Regions from separate parts of the Canis lupus genome. Here region 1 is linked to region 2. Evidence: chromatin contacts called from public Hi-C data. All regions are on one chromosome and are shown on one strand. The core of a region is the stretch at or near the end of the contact, and the rest is flanking DNA. Distances in the headings are between cores, read along the strand shown.

Region 1 (3,160 bases), core at 346-2,845, 130 kb after region 2:
ATTTCATCAATCATGCCTATGTAATGAAGTGTCCACAAAAACCCCAAACCACAAGGTTCAGAGAGCTTTAGGGTTGGTGAACACACGGAGGTGTGGAGAGAGTAGGTCATGGAAGCTCTGTGTTCTTTCCCACACCCTTTTTTTTTTTTTAATTTTTATTTATTTATGATAGTCACAGAGAGAGAGAGAGAGAGAGAGAGAGAGAGAGAGAGGCAGAGACACAGGCAGAGGGAGAAGCAGGCTCCATGCACCGGGAGCCCGACGTGGGATTCGATCCAGGGTCTCCAGGATCGCGCCCTGGGCCAAAGGCAGGCGCCAAACCGCTGCGCCACCCAGGGATCCCTCCCACACCCTTTACCCTATGCATCTCTTCTATCTGGTTGTTCCCGGGTTACACCCTTTTATAATAAAGCAGTAATATAGTAAGTAATACGTTTTCCTAAGTTCCATGAACCATCTAGCAAGTTAATCAAATGCAAGAAGGGGTCTCCAAAACTTCCAATCAATAGCCAATAGGTCAGAAGCACAGATAATGACCTGGACCTTGCAATTAGCATCTTAAGTGGGGGCAAGGGGCAGTCTTGCGAGCCCAAGCCCTTAACCTGTGGGATCTAATGGCATCTCCAGGTACTTAGTACCAGCACTGAGTTAAATTATAGAATACCACGTGTTATCACAGAATTGCTTGGTATGAAAAAAAAAAAAAAAAAAGAATTGCTTGGTATGTGGAAAACCCACACATCTGGCGTCAGAGTGAAGTAGTGTCGTGGTGGAGTACCGAGAGAAGAGGTAACACATACAGGAGGAAGTGTGTTTTCTCCTTCGGTAAAATTTCCTGAGGCCTTGATCCCTCTGCCTACAACCAGTGAACTAGTGGTGAGCTATTTTTGCAGAATTATCAAAGACTGCCCCCTCCTCACCACCCCTGGAGACTCAAGGTATGGCAGAATCACTGTTGTGGTTTTAGGGAAAGGAGTTTAAAGACTAACCCAATTCTCTAGAGCAGTACAATGCAGAGGACTGGCTTACCCATGGTGACTAAGGAAGCGGTAAATAGGATAATCCGTGCATAGTGCCTGTGACAGTGCCTGGCAGACAGCCCCATCCAGGAACTGGCTAGAATCCAGAGCCCCACCAGGTGTTCCAGCTGCAGGCTCTCGCATCTCACAAGCTCACTGCTTCTTGCTTACACAAGCTCCTCTGACTTGACCGTCAAATTTAAGGTTTTCACTTGTGTGATGCATGTCCCTTGACTCTGAGCACGGGTTTCATTTACATCCTTGCAGTGGCTCTTGGTGCCCGTTTTACCTGTCCCCGAATCAGTATTCTGGTAGCTTCGTCGAGGTCTGCTTATTTTCCTGGTACAACACTATCTTTGCTCATTTGTTGAGAAAGCCGATCACGGGAATTCCTCATCACGCTAAGCATCCCCGGGACCCCCGCCCCCAAGGTTAAAGCGACCGCGGCCACCCCGCGCCCCGGCCGGTTCCTACAAAGGCTCGGGCCACTCGGCCGCACAGACGAGGCGCGGTGACGTCACTGCGCAGACCCGCCGCGACCCGTCGCCGGGGAATGACCTCAGGCCGGGGCGGGGCCACGCCCTCCCGGGCGCCATGCTGGCCGCTCGCTGCGCGGCCCTCGCGGGGGGGCTGCGGGTCCTGGCGCGGCCGTGGCTGCGGGGGTTCGGCGCCCTGGCCCAGGCGCGCGCGGCTGGCTCGCTCGGCGTTGGGCACCCGCGGCCTTCGGTCGGGCCGGAACCGCGCAGGCGTCGGCTCGGCCTATCGGCCGCTGCGGTGGTGAACTCGGCGCCCCGCCCCCTGCAGCCCTACCTGCGCCTCATGCGGTTGGACAAGCCGATCGGTGAGTGCGGGGCGGACGGGCCGAAGCGCGGCGCCGCGGGCCCGGGGCGGGGGCGGGGGCGGGGGGGGCGGCCTGCGGGCGTTGTGGAAACCGAGGCGCCCGGTACTCCCGGGACCCCCGGACCGTTGGGCTCCGAAGCGGCGCTCCTGTTCGCACGTCCCCCTGCGTCCTCAGTGCTCCGGGCGGGCGAGAAGTTGGCTCCTTCCACGGCCCTTGTTGAAACAGGCCTTGAGCGGAAACTCCGCGCCCCTTTATTTGCACAGATTTACAGTATTGAAGCACTTCCACGTTCATTGTTGTCTGCTCCCTGCCGTAATTTCGTGAGGCTCCCAAGGCAGAGAACAGACACCGTGATGATGCCGAGGAACCTAGTTTTGATGCTGCTTTGCCCGACCCCAACCGTGACGCCAAGGTGTAATTCCACTGAACGCAGCAGCTAGCGCTCGCCCGCTGCCTGTCAGCTCACAGTCGTCCCCGAAGACTTCCGTGACCTTCCTATTTAAATAATACCTACCACCTCACCCTCTGTACCTCTACCTTCCAGTTTTCGTCGTAGCACTCCCCACTGATCAACCTTGCACACTGAGGGCTTGATGGACCGCTCCAACACAATCCAAGCGCCCCACACCTGGGGCATTTCTAGCTAGTGCCTCGTATAGAGCCTGCCAGTAGTATCCGACGAATTCCTGCCATACTGCCTAGTCTCGGGGACAGAAAGGCCTATGGAAACGCCCTGCTTTCTAGTTGAAAAAGACAAATATGATTGGGTGAGCTGGGAAAGTAGGAGGTCAAATGTTAGTGGTACAGATGGCAAGTGGTACACTCAAGAGTGGTTACTGTGGACCGACATTGCTAGAAAGTGTCAGGAGCAAATTGAATCTCAAAGGACAGGTAGATTTTGCAGAAGGGAGAAGAAATCTTGGTGGGTGGGAGAGATGTTTTTGCAGACTCAAAGGTTGAGAGTTGAAACATCAAGGATATGAGTTGATCTGGGTGTAGAAAATACTGAGAGGCAAGGCTGGATAAGAGCTGGATGGAAAAAGGAGGGACAGTGGGAATGGAGGGGCCGAGACTGAACTGCAGGTAATCTAGGTGATGGCATTTGCCATGGTAGTGCGTGGAAATGCATCCAGGTGCCTAGATATATTCACTCCACGTCTGCCCAGCCAAGACCTCAAATTAGATCTTGCTTATGGTATTCTAGGTCTATGCACTACTTATTTGGGATCAGAGCACTGTTAGTGTTAGTGTTAGAACAATTAGCTATTGGGACACATGGTGGCTCAGTGGTTTGGTGCCA
Region 2 (3,354 bases), core at 328-2,827:
TATTCTGCAATTATTGCACCCACCAAAACTACCTTTTTTAATTTCCAAAGCACATATTCTTAAATTTAAGATCTAGGAAGAAAAATATGGTGTTAGACAAGTGATGCTTATTAGGAATCTAGGTTCTCTTCAGATCTCGTGACAATTCACCGGTGAATTATAATTTTTAATCTCAGATTATCCTCTTGTTTTGTCCTCCAGATGAACTCTATTCAAATAGTTAAAATACAAGAATTTGGTCATATTTGCAAATACCTTTAAAAAGGAAGGTAAGAGGGACACCTGGGTGGCTCAGTGGTTGAGCGTCTGCCTTCGACTCCGGGCAAGATCCTGAAGTTCTAGGATCGAGTCCCACATCGGGCTCCCTGCATGGAGCCTGCTTCTCCCTCTGCCTGTGTCTCTGCCTCTCTCTCTCTCTCTCTCTCTCTCATGAATAAATAAAATCTTAAAAAAAAAAAAAAAGGAAGGAAAATAGTCTTACCAGGTCCTCATTGCTGGCTACCTGTTCATATTGTGAACAGCTTCTCCAAAGCACTGCAATTAAACAGCAACAAACCAGTTATTTTGTTAGCAACTTCAGAAAGACGTTTAAGATGAACGTGCTTTCCAAGGCTTTGGGGGAAAGGCACGTATTTCTCCACCCCTACCACCTCTCACCAGCTCTCTTCTGAAATTTATTTTCCCTTCACTCCATGGTTAGAGGCGGACTTTAAGGCATATACTTACGGGGAAAGCAACAGAAAGGCACTATTACACCAAAGGAAAAATGTAACAGACCCCCTAAAGAGCAGTTATTGACAAAGAAGATAAAATGCAAAAAAAAGGAAAAGAAGAAGAAGAAGAAGATAAAATGCATAAGAAGAAGATGATGATAAAATGCATAAATGAGAGCCCATGTCACAGTGTCACCCTGATCTGGGACTTTAGACCGCTCCCGTGCTACTGGGTGACTGGGGATGTCTCTTCCTTGCCAATTCTACCTGGAGCTCTCAGGCAAGTCCCTGTCTCTTTTTGAGAATCACGCGGTCAGTCTTTTCTGGACATTCACGCCTCCTTCTGCTTTAAAAATACTAGCCATGGGGATCCCTGGGTGGCGCAGCGGTTTAGCGCCTGCCTTTGGCCCAGGGCACGATCCTGGAGACCCGGGATCGAATCCCACGTCGGGCTCCCTGCATGGAGCCTGCTTCTCCCTCTGCCTGTGTCTCTGCCTCTCTCTCTCTCTCTGTGTGACTATCATAAATAAATAAAAATTAAAAAATAATACTAGCCATGGGTCATTAAAGATTCCCCCCTATCTTGGAGAAGCTCTTCATCGCCTAGAAACCGGCGTCGTTTAGCTAATAGGAACAAGTCCCCCAACCTAATCAGCGCTACGGCAGCAGCTGCGATGGCGCGCAAGAGCGGTGGATATGGAAGCTGTACCCGCAGGAGTCCCAGGATCTGTGAGGCAGAGAGCAGCCTTTAAGAAGTGCGCCGACCTCTTCCTCCGCAGAGCACCGCACAGCGCAACCAGAGCCGCCATGGCTCCTCGCTCCTCCTCTTCCTTTCCTCTTTCCAAATCGTCCTGACAAGTCCCCTCCGGTGCTCTTCCCCTGTGGGCCCGGTACTCGGTTCAAAGGTTCCGCCCGCCAACAAGAGAAGACTTGGGAAGGTTTTTTCTTTTCTTTTCTTTTTTAAGATTTTATTTATTTATGCATGAGAGACACAGAGAGAGAGGCAGAGACACAGGCAGAGGGAGAAGCAGGCTTCATGCTGGGAGCCCGATGCGGGACTCAATCCCGAGTCTCCAGGATCACACCCTTGCGCTGAAGGTGGCGCTAAACCGCTGCGCCACCCGGGGACCCCCCCGTCGGGAAGGTTTTCAATGCGCCTGCGCAGCACCGCGGCTTTCTAACCCTCGCAGCCACCAGGCCGAGACACTTCTGATTGGACAAGGAAAAGGCGGGCCCTACACTTGTGCCTCCACTTCCGGTCCGGGAGCCCCGCGATTGGCTTGTGGGCGTAGCCTCAGCTGGATGCAGAGGCGAGTGCGCTTTCCCTTAGTGGCTGCCCACGCCCTGCCCCCCGCGCTCTCTTCCTCGCGGGCTCGGTTCGGGCGGGGTCCTTGGCGCCTGCCATGGATGAAGGTGGTGCCCGCATCCGCCGGTGGGTGCGTGTTCGCCAAAGGAGCCGTCCTGGCCTAGGGAGCGTTTTTGCCGCCCCCACCGCAGCCGAGCTCGAGCCGGGCGATGAGGAGGAGGAGGAGGAAGGGGGGTTGAAGGAGACCGTGGTTGGGAGCCGGCGGGAGAAAACCGTGGAGGTGGAGGTGGAGGTGGAGCCGGCGCAGGTACAATCTCCTCGGCTCCCAAATCCCTTGAGTGCCTTGTCTAATGGCCCGCTTTGGGGGAGAGGATACAAACGCAGGCCTCCTGCCGCGCGGGGCCCCCTGAAGGAACGCGGAGCCCAGCTGCAGAAGCCAGGGAACGGGAGACTCCGAAATCTTGGCTGTTCCCTTCCTCCGTGCAGACAGTGGATCAGCTGCCTACTAGCCTTCATTTGCTTCCCTCGACTTATTATCGCTGTTAATCCTCACTTGGGAGGCATCGCTTTGCTATCCTCATTTTTTAAAATTATTTATTTATTTATTTATTTATTTATTTATTTATTTATTTATATTTATTTATGATAGACCTAGAAAGAGAGAGAGGCAGAGACACAGGAGGAGGGAGAAGCTCCAGTCCAGTCCCCGGACTGGGGGACTCCATCCCGGGACTCCAGGATCATGCCCTGGGCCAAAGGCAGGTGCTAAACCGCTGAGCCACCCAGGGATCCCCTGCTGTCCTCATTTTTACAGAGATATGAAAAGTAGACCCCAAGATATAACAGTTCATGCAGCAAATAAATGGCATGGTTGAGACGTACATCTAGATTGCCAAGTTACTGCTGCTCCTACTGCAAATTGTGCCTACCATTTATCGCACACCCATTGTGTGCTGGGTACTTTGTTAAGCTACATTATCTAGATTTGACAACAGAAGTCAGGCCCTAAGAAGGTAAACTACACTTCTGACTCCAAATCCTGTTTTCTCAATTCCAAATTCCTAGTAACAGAATCTCCTTGGAGTGTCCAGTCATACAAGCATGGTTTTGTTACAAGCCAGTCTCTGTAGATTGGGAGTCTGGGCGGGGGAAAGGTGCTGCAGTTACCAGAAACTTCTCATGAGATGACATCCCAGTAGATGGCTAATGGTCTTGCTACCTTTTAAGGATTTAGGCCTGGTTTAAGAATTAGGATCCCAGTATCACCATACCCTAGGAGTGCAGCTTAGGCAAATCACTTAAACACTCTGAGCTTCCATTTCTTCATCTGTAAAG

What was found. A called contact is a pair of places that touch in the nucleus more often than the background predicts.
Region 1: a contact with region 2 is called in a Hi-C map of blood, with 2.9 times the contacts expected there. The contact joins the promoter of COQ2 here to the promoter of MRPS18C in region 2. A contact is called at or near these places in 2 of 9 Hi-C or Micro-C datasets (amygdala and blood).

Annotation. Positions count from the first base shown.
Region 1 is chr32:32,836,516-32,839,675 of UU_Cfam_GSD_1.0, forward strand. It overlaps COQ2 (4-hydroxybenzoate polyprenyltransferase, mitochondrial), which reads left to right and starts at 1,596. Exons shown (of 7, transcript XM_038582256.1): 1 at 1,596-1,860. The coding sequence starts at 1,614.
Region 2 is chr32:32,708,347-32,711,700 of UU_Cfam_GSD_1.0, forward strand. MRPS18C (28S ribosomal protein S18c, mitochondrial) reads right to left here and starts at 1,578. Exons shown (of 6, transcript XM_038582253.1): 1 at 1,423-1,578; 2 at 482-534. The coding sequence starts at 1,522. HELQ (helicase POLQ-like) reads left to right here and starts at 1,986. Exons shown (of 16, transcript XM_038582245.1): 1 at 1,986-2,326. The coding sequence starts at 2,117.